Regions from separate parts of the Mus musculus genome. Here region 1 is linked to region 2. Evidence: chromatin contacts called from public HiChIP or PLAC-seq data. All regions are on one chromosome and are shown on one strand. Each heading gives the region's core, a stretch centred on a gene start, on an enhancer-like site or on the middle of the called end of the contact. The rest is flanking DNA. Distances are from core to core; before and after follow the strand shown.

What was found. HiChIP or PLAC-seq counts read pairs in DNA pulled down with a chosen protein or histone mark.
Region 1: an H3K4me3 HiChIP or PLAC-seq map of the SCID.adh cell line shows a contact between it and region 2, with 11 read pairs. The contact joins the promoter of Rtp4 here to the enhancer-like site in region 2. A contact is called at or near these places in 2 of 39 promoter capture datasets (both in liver), 1 of 484 Hi-C or Micro-C datasets (liver), 2 of 115 datasets of contacts at active chromatin or transcription factors (the SCID.adh cell line and bone marrow-derived macrophages) and 3 of 9 other capture datasets (adipose tissue, liver and pancreatic islet).

Annotation. Positions count from the first base shown.
Region 1 is chr16:23,607,024-23,613,429 of GRCm38.p6, reverse strand. Rtp4 (receptor transporter protein 4) reads right to left here and starts at 3,511. Exons shown (of 2, transcript NM_023386.5): 1 at 3,281-3,511; 2 at 1-549. The coding sequence starts at 3,441.
Region 2 is chr16:23,500,739-23,506,724 of GRCm38.p6, reverse strand. All of the region lies in intron 2 of Masp1 (mannan-binding lectin serine peptidase 1), which reads left to right. Among named protein-coding and RNA genes, the nearest start is that of Masp1, 17 kb to the left of the region's middle. RefSeq lists an enhancer at 1-3,917. Within about 2 kb of position 2,379, at least 32 of the 459 cell types and tissues checked have an H3K27ac peak or open chromatin away from gene starts, as enhancers often do. A contact at or near this core is called in the SCID.adh cell line, where this site is marked.

The DNA of each region.
Region 1 (6,406 bases), core at 2,262-4,761, 110 kb before region 2:
GACAAAAACAGAAATAGTGGTGGCTCTATTTCACGTTGGGGGGGCTCTCTGCATCCCTGAAAAGTTCTATTCCCAAAATCCTGAAAAGTTTTATTCCCAAAATCCGTATTCCGGGTCTGAGGCGGAGGAGGGCAGCTCTTTGATGGGGAGGAACTCTTTGGTAATGGAGATGGAGATCTGGGTGGTTTTACTTTGTGTGCAAGGGCACATCTTCCATGAGAGTTTAGACTGCATGCCTCACAATTGCGTGTGTCGTGGGGCCCATCCAAAGTCACCTTCTCACCCAAAGATGCATTCGAGGTCAATGCTATCTTCCTGTGTCCATAGTATCTCTGCAGAATATAATTAACTAGGTTATTCAGAATTCTTTTGATGATCTCTGTGGAGAACTTGGGAGTCTCAAATTGACATCCAAAACACTTCTGGCACTTCTGACCAAAGATCCTCATGCGTGCCTGGCCCTGCGATTTCAAAGTGTCCGGGTACATGTGGCACAAGATCATCACCTGAGCAGAGGTCCAACTTCTGCAGCATCTGGAACACTGGAACCTATAGACAGAAGAAAGAAATCCTCTGTGTCCTTGGCTGGCCGCAGACCTGACAGGAAATGGTCAGCTAAGGGATTTAAGAATCCCCTTCAGTGTAGAGAACTTCACATGGTTTTGAGTGACATGGTCACAGATAAACAGGAGCAAGAGGCAATCTCTTTTAGATATTTTCCTGTTACTGAGTCTGCCTCTTTGATAGGAAAAGACCTACTACATAACATCACCTCTAATGAGCAACATGACTAACATGGGAAAAACTTATGGCTGAGGCTTCATAAGGGATAAAACACAGTTTGAGGTAGGGCAAGGGTGGGCAGGTACCCTTGAAAAGGGAAAAATGAACTGAGGGTTCTAGGAGCCCTAGAAAAGTCACTAGGGTTCTGGAAAACGAGGGTTTAACTTCCCAGGCTAGCCATCTTTAAACTCCTGACAAGGGGAGGTCACCTGAAGGTGGTTTAAGACTACAGAAGAGGTAGCCAATAGGAAAGGGCTACTGCTCAGACACTCCAGGACCTGGGTTTTAGCCTTCTCCTTTTTATTCACAAGCTTTCTGTAAAGTGGCTGCCTGATCTTAGTCAATTTTTAGGAACTAGTGCTGAGCAGGGCTCAGGCCAGGAGAGTTGCTGCAGCCTGGATGGGGCTAGTCAGGAATAGCCTGGAAGGACTCCCTTGAAATTCAATTTTTCTTCTTCTTCTTCTTTTTTTTTTTTTTTTTTTTTTTTTTTTTTTGTTCTTCAATTCTAGTTCCCTACAGGACATACGCTGGGAGTGGGAAAGGCCTTCTGTAGAAGCTCTGGCCCCTGAGTCATAAGTTCGTATCTCCTGAGAATGTCAAATCTCAAAGATCCCACAACTAAATCTAAGCCTTAAAATAGCACTAAAAGCCCATTAAGGCCAAACTCCTTTGGGTCAAGAGAATAGAATTTATTGCCTGGGTGGATTTTTAACTTTCTAATTGGACTGGCTATGCACCTGACCAATTGACCACCCCTCAGGAAGGAGGGACAGCCCCTCCAAAGACGTTTGCCTTAAGCAATGCTAGAAAGATAGGTGAAATTCCCTTTAAACCATTTTGTACTTTTCCTTCCCAGGACTCCTGCTCCTTATTGCAGGCTCTTATGTGACCCAGCATGGCAACTCTCTTTGCCTGGCTCTAGAAGTCTGATGACTTTTCATCAGGTTACTTCTCTGCCCATGAAATGAGCCAATTCAAGCCAGATTAGATTATATTAAAGGCAGGTTTATTGCGAAGCTGCTCTTGGGCAAGTTCACTGGCCCCAAGGACCAAGGTTAGGAAAGTTGGCATGGGGAGAGGGGAGGGGGAAGAGAAAGGGTGTGTCAGCAGAGAGGGGGGTGGGAGAGAGGAGGGAAGGTGATGGAGGGAGGGAAGGAGGGGGAAGAAGGGAGGAAGAAGAGGAGGAGGAGGAGGAGGAAGAGGAGGAGAGACCAAAATGTCTGGATTATATTGGGAGGAGCCTCTGGAGGAAGGGAGCCCAGCCCCTGCGATAGAAAGTTCAGGGTTAGGAGCTAGGTATGCCAGGTAGGGACTGAGGGATGCTGGGAGAACCTGGAGGCCAGGTCTGTTTTCGCGCACCTCAGTCCCACATCCCTGAGTCTGAAACCAAACGCTCAGAAAAAGCGTAACCTCTGCTCTAAGCATGTTTTCCTCCATGACACCCGCCTTCTCTACTCGTCCTGTCTCTGCTGTGTGGCTGTCTAGCACCACACAGCTCCACAGAAACTGAAATCCTAGGGTATTGCCCACTCTGGGGCTTTTCTTTTAAACTCTAATAAACTGCCCTCAAACTTCCATCTGAGTCCCCATTCTAAAATCCTTTTAGCGAGGAGATTAAGGACCCAAAGAAGGAACCTGCTTTCCCTGGTATCATCTGCAATTACAGTCAAGTATGCCAACATTTCTGATAACATGCAGATCTTGTCTCATCCTTTCCATGAATTATAACACTGTTAGATGGGAGGCAGAGACAGACTATGAACAGTGGCATCCCCAAATTGTAGATAAATCCATTTTTCCATTTTAAGAGTTTTATTATGTTTTCTCTTGATAAGAGGGCTGAGCAGCTGGATACAATGCCACGTCTTTTTTTGGCTGGGGATCCAGCAACAGAGAGCAGGAGGGAAGACTTTGTAGGAACTTGGAGTCATTCTTCAAGGACTCCTGAAATGCTTTTGTAAGGAGACCTGGCAGGGCAAGCAGTTTTTAAGTTAAACAAGATGGAGCACGCCTTTACTCTCAGTCCTCAGGAGGCAGAGGCTGGTGGATCTCTGAGTTCGACAGCCTGGTCCACAGAGTGAGTTTCAGGACAGGCAGGGCCACACAGAGAAACCTGTCTCAGAAAAAGAAAGAGAGAGAGAGAGAGAGAGGGGGGGGGGAAGGGGGAAGGAAAGAAAGAGAGAGAGAGAGATAGAGAGAAAGAAAGAAAGAAAGAAAGAAAGAAAGAAAGAAAGAAAGAAAGAAAGAAAGAAAGAAAGAAAGAAAGAAAGAAAGAAAGAAAGAAAGAAAGAAAGAAAGAAAGAAAGAAAGAAAACCAGCATGGGGACATGGAGTACAAGCGACCCTAACCATCTTAGCCTAGTGATCACAAAAGACTGGGAAAATCTAGTTAGCCACACCTGTTCTTTCTAACAAGTATTAGAGGCTGCATCAGCACAGTTAAGCCTCTGCACGTAGTGGGGTCTTTAAGGGGACCAGCTGCCCAGACTCCACTCACCTGCCAAGCACTGTCTGCTGGTGCTGCCTCCATCCCAGGGCTGCACCATCTGGTACAATGTTCTTATCCAAATGCAGGCTCCACTTGGCCCCGGGCTTCTCCTCCTGCATCAGTTCTTGAAATGTCTGCTCCCAAGTACTGAAGTCATCGGGGAACAGCATTCTCAGAGGTGTGGAAGCTGAGGCCCCGGGTTACTCAGCAGCTCACTGTCTTCCTCAAATCTGGGAGAGAGGAAACAAAGAACAGTTTCAGTTTCCCGGTTCTTTCAGTTTCCATTTCCCGGTCTGTCTTTAAGTTTCGGTTTCCAAGGTGCACAGAAACCTTAGGGCAGCAAATCGCCGCTGCCACTGTGTTAAAGGGCCGTGCTGAAACTGCGGAGTTCTGGTTTGCATTCTAGCGGCTCCTGTGTGGGAAGCTTTTCATTTTGTTTTCTTATAATTTTTACTGTAAACAACGCACCAGTGTGGGGATTGAAATAAAGGAGTGCTTAGTGACTGAGAAAAGGCGCCTGCCCCAGTAGATGCTGGTGGCCCGGAGATCTCAGAACTGTAAGAGGTTGTGTTCCTAATCACCTAGTGACCCTGAAAAAAATCCGCACTGCAAATGTTCCTGGTGTTAAAACAGCACAACAAAATAAATATGAGTATTTTCTTTGAGACACTGAAAAACTTGTATTTTTTTTGTGTTTGCAGCAAATAATTCAACTCCTTTCATCTCCTGCACCTTGGATGCAAATATATTAACATCTTCCCACCTAGTAAAACCTTTTATGCAAAGGCCCTGCTACATTCTGGGACCCTTAAGAGAGTTAAGTGGCTGACCCCATTCTGACTTCCTTTCTTCCTTCCCAAAGGTTCTTTTCACACCAGCTATTCCTTTTTTTTTAATTAATTAATTTATTTATTTTATTACATCCCAAATTCTGCCCCCCTCCCGGTCTTCCTCCCGTCCCAGAGTTCCTCCCACATTCTCCCTCCCCTTCTGAGAAGGAACCTCTGTTTCCCCCACCCACCTTGGTGCATCAAGTCTCTGCAGGATTAGATATATCCTCTCCCACTGAAATCAGACATGGTAGCCCTCTCCTACATATGTGGGGGGGGGGCGCTCCGACCAGCCTCTTTGGTTTACACTAGCTAATCTTTAAACTGTGATGTCAGACCCCAACCAATAGGAAGAAAGACACCATCTCCAACCACATGGAGGCTTCCTGTCCTGGTGTGTTCCCACTCCTGAGAAAACCCTCTTGACCAGGAGTAAGTTTGCCTTGTTCAGACACTAAAATGTGAGTCCTAGTCTCTTTTCTTGTCACACTGAAATTCTTTCTAACTCTGGTATCTTACAAGTGAGCCCACACATCAAGAGCTGGCAAACCTTGTAGCAAAGTTACAGGCAAGTAAGCAGAGGTCAAATTCGAACCTGGGTCTCTATGATTTCAACACCTGCTGTGTCTGCATCCACCTCACTGCCTGGAGAGAAGCCAAGGACACTTGTTATGGGGTGGCACAGGGTGCCAGAGCTAGGGAGACAGTAGTAAAACCTCGACCTGGCAGCCTGCGCTAGGAATTCCCCTACTGCCTGGGGAACTGTCTAAGAGACCAGGCTAAACAGAGGATTATTCCTGTGAGAGACATTTCAGAGAGACAGGCACAGTGACCCCATTGTCACAGGTGTTCTGCAGATTGTCCGAGTTAGGAGCTGCTACAAGGAGCTGTTTGTGGGCGAAATGCAAAGCTCATAAGCCCCAGCAGTAATTATAGACTCTTGAAAGCAAGCAAGAAACCAGATCTGGACTACAGTAACTAACTTCCAGTGTGTGTGCTCCGTGGTCATCTACCAAATCTTACCATTTTTTTTTCTTGGATCCTGTTTGTCTTTGGTTTTGTGAGCATAGGAAAGCTGCTATGGCTTACAAGCCTGGTGAGAACCATTTTTGGAAGTCAGCCAAGCTGCCTCTGCAGATAGCAAAGGTGGAAAGGTCCAGACTGTGGACTTCTTTCTTTGACATTTAGAAAGAGGACTACTGATGCTTTTAAAGCCTTGGGTTTGCATATCAAGTTCTACTTCCATATGTAAATTACCCAGCAGGCAACACTGGAGCCCAGGTGGGAAGCATCCCTACAGAAAGAATGCAAATACTTGCTGTCTGAGGGTCAGGGACTGAACTAGAACTTTAAAGGCAATTCCAGACAGGAACCTTGGTTCCTCTGAAGTTTAGTCAAATGGAAAGCATATGACAAGCAGGACACTTGATCCTTAGAATCCCGTTACTTCTTCCATCTTGGAAACAGAATCTGCCTATCTTCCAGAGCCTTAATGATGTGGCTTCTTTTCGGGGCCAGACCTGGATGTTCTATTCTGTAACTCTCTCCTTCCTAACATCTAGACAGAAAACATAGGGAAATCTGGGAACTTGGAATTAGATACATTCTTAAGAATTGGTTTGTTCTATTTTGTTCTTTTAGTTTTAAGATTTTAAGTTTTTTGGGTTTTTTTTTATTAGATATTTTCTTTATTTACATTTCAAATGCTATCCCGAGAGTTCCTTATACCCTCCCCCTGCCCTGCTCCCCTACCCACCCACTCCCACTTCTTGGCCCTGGTGTACCCCTGTACTGGAGCATATAAAGTTTGCAAGACCTAGGGGCCTCTCTTCTCAATGATGGCCGACTAGGCCATCTTCTGCTACATATGCAGTTAGGATTTTAAGTTTTTAATCATGCTTTTATTAATGGTTTGTGAGAACTTTCATAGAACGGACTTTAATCACATTCATTCACCTTCGCAATTCCCCCATCCCTAATACTAGAAAAACAATTCAGGGTCAAAGAAAGACCATCACTCTCCAATGGTATCTGGCCAAGTAGACTTTGCTCTTGATCAAGGAGGTGTGATCCAAAGAGAGAATACAGAGACTAGAAGTGAACTTAGTTTTTATTCTAACTCAAGTAGTGATTACCTCACAGTCTGACCTGATTGGCCAATCTGAAAACTACACACAGAAGATGAAGGAGGAAGGGGAAAGGGGTCACCAGTCCAAGGGGGAAATAGTCTATGTTCCAGGCTATCAAATTCCTGGGATGGAGCAGGGGAGTGTTGAACTAAAATTTTAATTAATAAATCCCAGTG
Region 2 (5,986 bases), core at 1,130-3,629:
GTGGTACAAAGGCTAGGAGGTGCTCAGCTGATAGGTTTGTGGTGCATATGCATCCCAGATCATTCCTACTAGACTGCCAGCCCCAGGAGTTCAAGATTGTGTCTCTGTTTTCACTAGTAGCAGGCAGTGTCCTGGGTAGGACAGAAAAAGGCACAAGCCTCCAGGCAGCTGTGCCTAGGAAAGAACACTATCCTAGAGACCACCCACTGGCTCAGGATAAGACCTTGGGCAAGTCACCAGTGCCTTCTGGGTGTAGCTTTCTCAGTAAGGGAAGCATATCCTCTCTGGCTTTGCCATATCCTTACCGTTTCCGAAGCTCTGAGACCCAGTCCGGTGCCTTTTTCCCTAAGTCACATAGGTCAGTCTGCATCCTGCTGCATAATTAAGATAGAAGTTCTCTGACCTCGACTGCTGATTTCATTACAGCTCTCTGTTTACTTAAAATATGCCCATGACCTTCAGGCCGTGCTGACCCCAGCGACTTCGGTGGCTCTGCTCATTCTCTGAGAGCGGACAGGAGGCCGTAGCCTCAGAAGGAAATGAAAAATGGATGAAGGAAGGTTTCTCTTGAGTGATAATTGTAGTCTGGGCATGATTCTTCCCACTGGGGTGCTGGGCCCCAAACACCAATGCCTGCTAACAGAAGAGAACTGGGAAGTGAAAATGAGCTGCAGAAAGTGTGACCAGATCTTATTTTAAGCAGGAAATGCAAACAGCACAGGCTCTGGGTGGTGAGAAGAAACAGAAGGAAGAGCCTCAGGCTTGATCCAGGAAAGCAAGCGAAGGTGGATGGACCCGTGTGAGATAGATGCTTTCTCTGGGGCACGGTGGACAGGGTGCACATCCATGTTCTTGTGTGTCCACAGGAAACTGCCTGTTGAAAAGGTAGAACTTAAACTTTCCTTAGAGCAGAAGAGAAAAAGCGGGAAAAGGTGTTCAATCAGGGAATGCTGTGCAGCTACAATTTTAAGGTACTGGGTCAAGACTCCTGTATTTTACCTATTGAGTAATGAGCAGATGAGCAAAGAAACAAAATAGAGGCAGAATAGGGGTAGTGTGGAAATATGGCAGGCAGGGAAGACTCGTTACGAAGGGACTATTTGAGCAAAGATAAGAAAGATCTTAGTCTTGTGTTTCCTGGAGAGAAAGCATCCCACGAAGAGGGAACAGACAGCACAAAGACCCAGGAAGGGAAATGTGTGCTGTGTATGAAGAAGGAGTTAGAAATGGGGCATGGAAAGAAGGTACAGATAAGACCAGGGAGGAAGGCAAGGGAATAGGGCCCCTGCAAGATGCTGTGGGGGGATGAGACCAGAGAGGAAGGCAAGGGAATAGGGCCCCTGCACAAAGCTGTGGGGGATGAGAGTACTTGGACAGCTGCTTCTACACCTGATTCTCCTTTGCCCTGACTCTTGGAGAACAATATTAACATCCAGATTGTATATTCTGGAAATCTGAGGCCTAGGGACAAGGATATGTGTGTGCATTTGTAAATGAAGGAAAGCAGCAGGCATGGGAGGGAGGGAAAAGAGATGGATCTTGGCACATCATTCCCCTTTTGAATACAAAAGACATGAAGACCCCAGAAACAATGGTGGAACAATGTGAAAATAAGTGGGAAATGATGAGTTTTCATAGAATTTATTTATTTATAATATGGTTTGCTTAATTGTCATTTTGGGGGAACTTAACAATTAAAGATGGTTGTGTGACTGCTTAACAATTTGAGCACAATTCTAGAGAAGCTGACAGTTGGCTCTTGTAAGCTAATAGGCTTTTCCGGATTTACAGCACAACATGGCAGAATTAAAGTAGCAAGAATAAGTGACAATGCCCGTGGATCTGCATTTCCAGTCCCCATGAAGGATTCCTATGTAAGGGTTGGAGGGAATAAACAGAATTGGTTGGGATAGGGTTCCGAGCTGTGGCAGTGAACACAATGGCTCATACATTCCTGCACACTGTTAGGGATGTTACTCAAAGCGCGGTTGATCCCTGCCTCCCCCAGTCCAGACAGGGACTTACCTTGAGCCTTGCAGCCTGTGCTATCAAACACAACCATCCTTTGTTTTATCCCATCCCCAAGCTATTTTCCTACACTGAGCTGTGGGGCCCCAGACTCCCTACACTAAAGGGATTTGCATATGAATGAGCAAGCAGCCCCCAATCCTGGAAGAGGTGGGATGCAGGATTCTGAGCCTGTTCACAAGCTAGAGGGATTGTAAATCCATCCTGGTTCTCCTCCCCAGCTACAGTACCAGAAGCCTCCTTGCTGCCCCACTGCAGCCTCCTCTAGCTTAGATGTGGGGCTCTGCTGGCTCCCACCTGCGGGATGCCTAGATGCCATTTCCCAGGCTCTGGGCCAGGCCCCTCCCCTGCTGGTCCTTTCTTCTCTCCTTGCACATGCTGATCTCTTTAGTTCCCCATCCTTCCTGGCACCAGTAGCAGCTACAGACTCTCAGGACCTAGGAGCTCTTTCTCAGGCCCCCTCATTCTTTATGGTGTCTGCCCTTTACACAGAGACAGGACCTTCTTGTGGTATTGTCAAGCTCCGTTAAAAGGTTTTACTGTGGTTAGCTGAAAAAAAGAAAGTAAGATAAGACCACTATCCTGGGGAGAGCAGTACACCTGGGCCATTATGATATAACTTAAAACCAGACTCAGTTTCCCCACCTAGGAAATAAAAAGTGTTCACTTCAACTATCTTTTTCAACTCAGCATTGATGTAATTGCCTGGATCTAGTTATTTGACCAGAGTTGGAAGTCAAGACATGTAAATTTTATCAGGTTTCCTACATAGGCAGTGTAGCCTTTGCAGAATTCATATGACCTCTCTCCCCTTGAAACTGTGATGTCTCTGTGAGTTGCACTCATTCCATGCTCATGATTAAAAACAAGTAAACCAGAGCTTTAAAAATGTTGCACAGGAATAAAGATGAGTCATCGTCTTATTTATTTGTTTTTATTTAGAAAGCTGTTAATTTGTTGAGAAAATGTTGTCTCACTCTGTAGCTCTCTCATCCTGGAACTCACCATATGACGCCTGGCCTGGAATTCACAGAGATCTGCCTTCATGAGCAGCCATTCCTGGCTGTTGATCACATGGTGTAGGCCAGGACTAACGCACTGAAACCCTCACCCCACCCCAGCACAGCTATCTGAAGTCAACTGAAATCTTCCATCTTCTGGCTCTTTGATTTCACGGGGCTGGCTTTCAAGAGCCTTTTAAAGATTGCTCAGTGCCAGTGCACTCCGTTCTCTCTTGGGTTCTTGTCTGGTGTCTGGTACACTTAATTTGCTTCCACCCATGCTCTTTAACTGGAATGTGAAGCCACTTGCTAGAGTAGCAAGACAGGAGCATCATCCACTGGCCTGGCCCCTGCAGATGAATGTGGTTCCCTTCTTATCAAATGTCCCATTATACTTTTGTGTCCATTTGGATTCATATATACTCGGCCTATGAAGGGAAATACATTAAATATTTGTCATTCATGTCTGGCTTATTAGGTCAATGAATCTTTAAGCCCAAGTTTCCTTTTAAGTCTAAAAGCAAAGAAGAATTACTGTAGTTTGACACTAATTCCTTCTACTTTGTACTCTCATTATGCATAGTCAGTGTATGTATGTATGTATGTATGCAACCAAGGTATAAGACCAAGGAATAACTTTGTAAATGTGATCTCCAATATTCTGATCAGTCTTGGAAGGTTCCAAGTTTCTTATTTCCTCTGATGCTTCTGTAGAGGTGATCATTTTTTTATGGTTAAGGGTCTAGACAAGGCTAAAGATAACTTTAAGATGACTTGGGTGACTTTAAGACTCCAAGAATCTATTCAATTATCATACTCGAGATGTCCACTCCCAAATGTCAGACTTATCATTGTCCCCAAACACTCCTTTAACAGCCTTGTCCCCACAAGTTCTCTTTCACTGTGTAATAAACCACTCCAGCTGCTCATAAATAGCATCATTCCATCTGTTCAAAATTCTGTGGTCAGGAATTTGAGTGGAATGGTCCTTCCCTGGACTAGCTTAGAGTCAGAGGTTCACTGAAGTTCAAATGTACAAAATGATCTCACATACCCACGTGGTGGTTAAATGATGAGTGTCAACTAGATGTTCTAGAAGTCTCATGTAGAAGAGGCATCTCTACCCTACATCACTTTGATGCTTCAAAGGGCCTCCTTAGGCTTCTTCTCGTGGTAACTTCAGAGTAGGATCACACATGTAAAAAGAGTTGATTATTAACAAACAAACATATTATGCTGAGCAGTGGTGGTATATACCTTTAATCCCAGTACATGGAGGCAGAGGCAGGTGAGTCTTTGGAAGTTCAAGGCCAGGCTGGTTTACAGAGTGAGATCCAGGACAGCCAGGGCTACACAGAGAAGAAACTTTGTCTCAAAGAATAAAAACTAACCAAACAAACAAAAAAAACCAAAAACAAAAACAAACAAAAAAAAAAAGACTAACATTAAAAGAATAGCGTGCAGGCTATACTCAGAAACATGACTCCCTTCTAAGGACTACAGCAATGGGGGTTTCCTTGCTAAAAATTTCCTAAGAATATTTCCAGGTCTTTGCAAATTCTCTATTAGTGTGACACCAAATAGGCTCCCTAATGTTTACTAAGTTCACAGGAATTTCACTCTTGTTTCTAGTTCTAGTATTAGAGTCTGCACCCTGCTCCAAATATAGCCCAGGCAGATAGGAATTCACAGGGTGAAAAAAAACAATTAGCTGTAAACATCAGGGTTAGTAGGTATTGTGGCTAATCTGAGTTAATAAACTGTTTGTTGAAGACAGGTCTGGGTGCTGAAACATCACCGGAGAGCAGTGGAGGCTAAGAAAACACATCAGGTACCTAGGAGCATGGACCAAGGAGTCCTTTCCAAACTGCCTTAGCAGGGCTCCTTGCTAAACGTAGATTTTGCACACATGGGCTTAACAGAAACCTCGGGAGCTTTACTAAAGCTGTGACAAGCAATCAATAGCTACAAAACTGTGCAGTCTGAGTTTAGATAAGGCATATCCCTTCAAACATGCAATGTCCTTTTGTCAGCACAAGTCACCAGCTCAGTCCAGGAGCAGCAAAGTCAGGAGACAGAAGGCTCTGCATACAGGAATAGAAGAGCCAGTTGCAGGTACAATATATCACAGTCTCAGAACAAAATCACTCATGCCTTTTCCAAGCACTGAACACATTTCAAACCCTGTTGCCTAAGTGCATTGTGAGATCAGGCTCAAAGTTCAGGGTCCTGTGATCTAAACTGTGTCTATGTACAGATGCTCGCTCACAGTAGGGGCTTCTGTGCAGCTACTCTTTGCCATAGATCTCTGAACCTATGGGGAAAGTTACTTGGCTCACAATGCCCAGTGTCTGGTTCTCCTTGTGGTGTAAGACTAAAATGAACACGGCAAAACCCTCACTGAAGTGGGAAAAATAGAAATAGCACAGCAATCAGCTCTGTGTTGTCTGCTCAAGAACTTAGGGACGTTCCCTGGAGAGAGCCCGCCCTATGCTCTCTGTGGCTCTGGATGATCACCTGGGTTCTGCTTCTGGCTTCATAACTTCACCTTGAGAGACATCCTTTCCTTCTCCCAAGACAGAGCTCAAGTTAGCAGCCAGGAGCTCTCAACACACTTGAACCCAAGATTTCATCTCATTTCTCGTCATCTGTCTCATCATTTCTAGTTGAAGCTGGCACACCCCCCTTGATGGTTTCTTTTGAGCCTTCTAGATGTGAGAATATAGTTCTTTATAGAAAACAACAGCAAACAATGACAAGCAGAGTCGTTTTTCGAGTTGTCTTTTGTGCTTAGAAGAGCACTTCAGAGTCTGTAAGAGTCATATCTGACTTCTGGTTTGTGTGATAAGTTCCAGGCTGTCTCAAGTCCTTCAGAGCTCAACACACAGGTCATAACAACGCAGCTTTGACCTCACCCTTATCTTGCAGCTACTTTTTCTTTCTAGTGGAAGGAACAA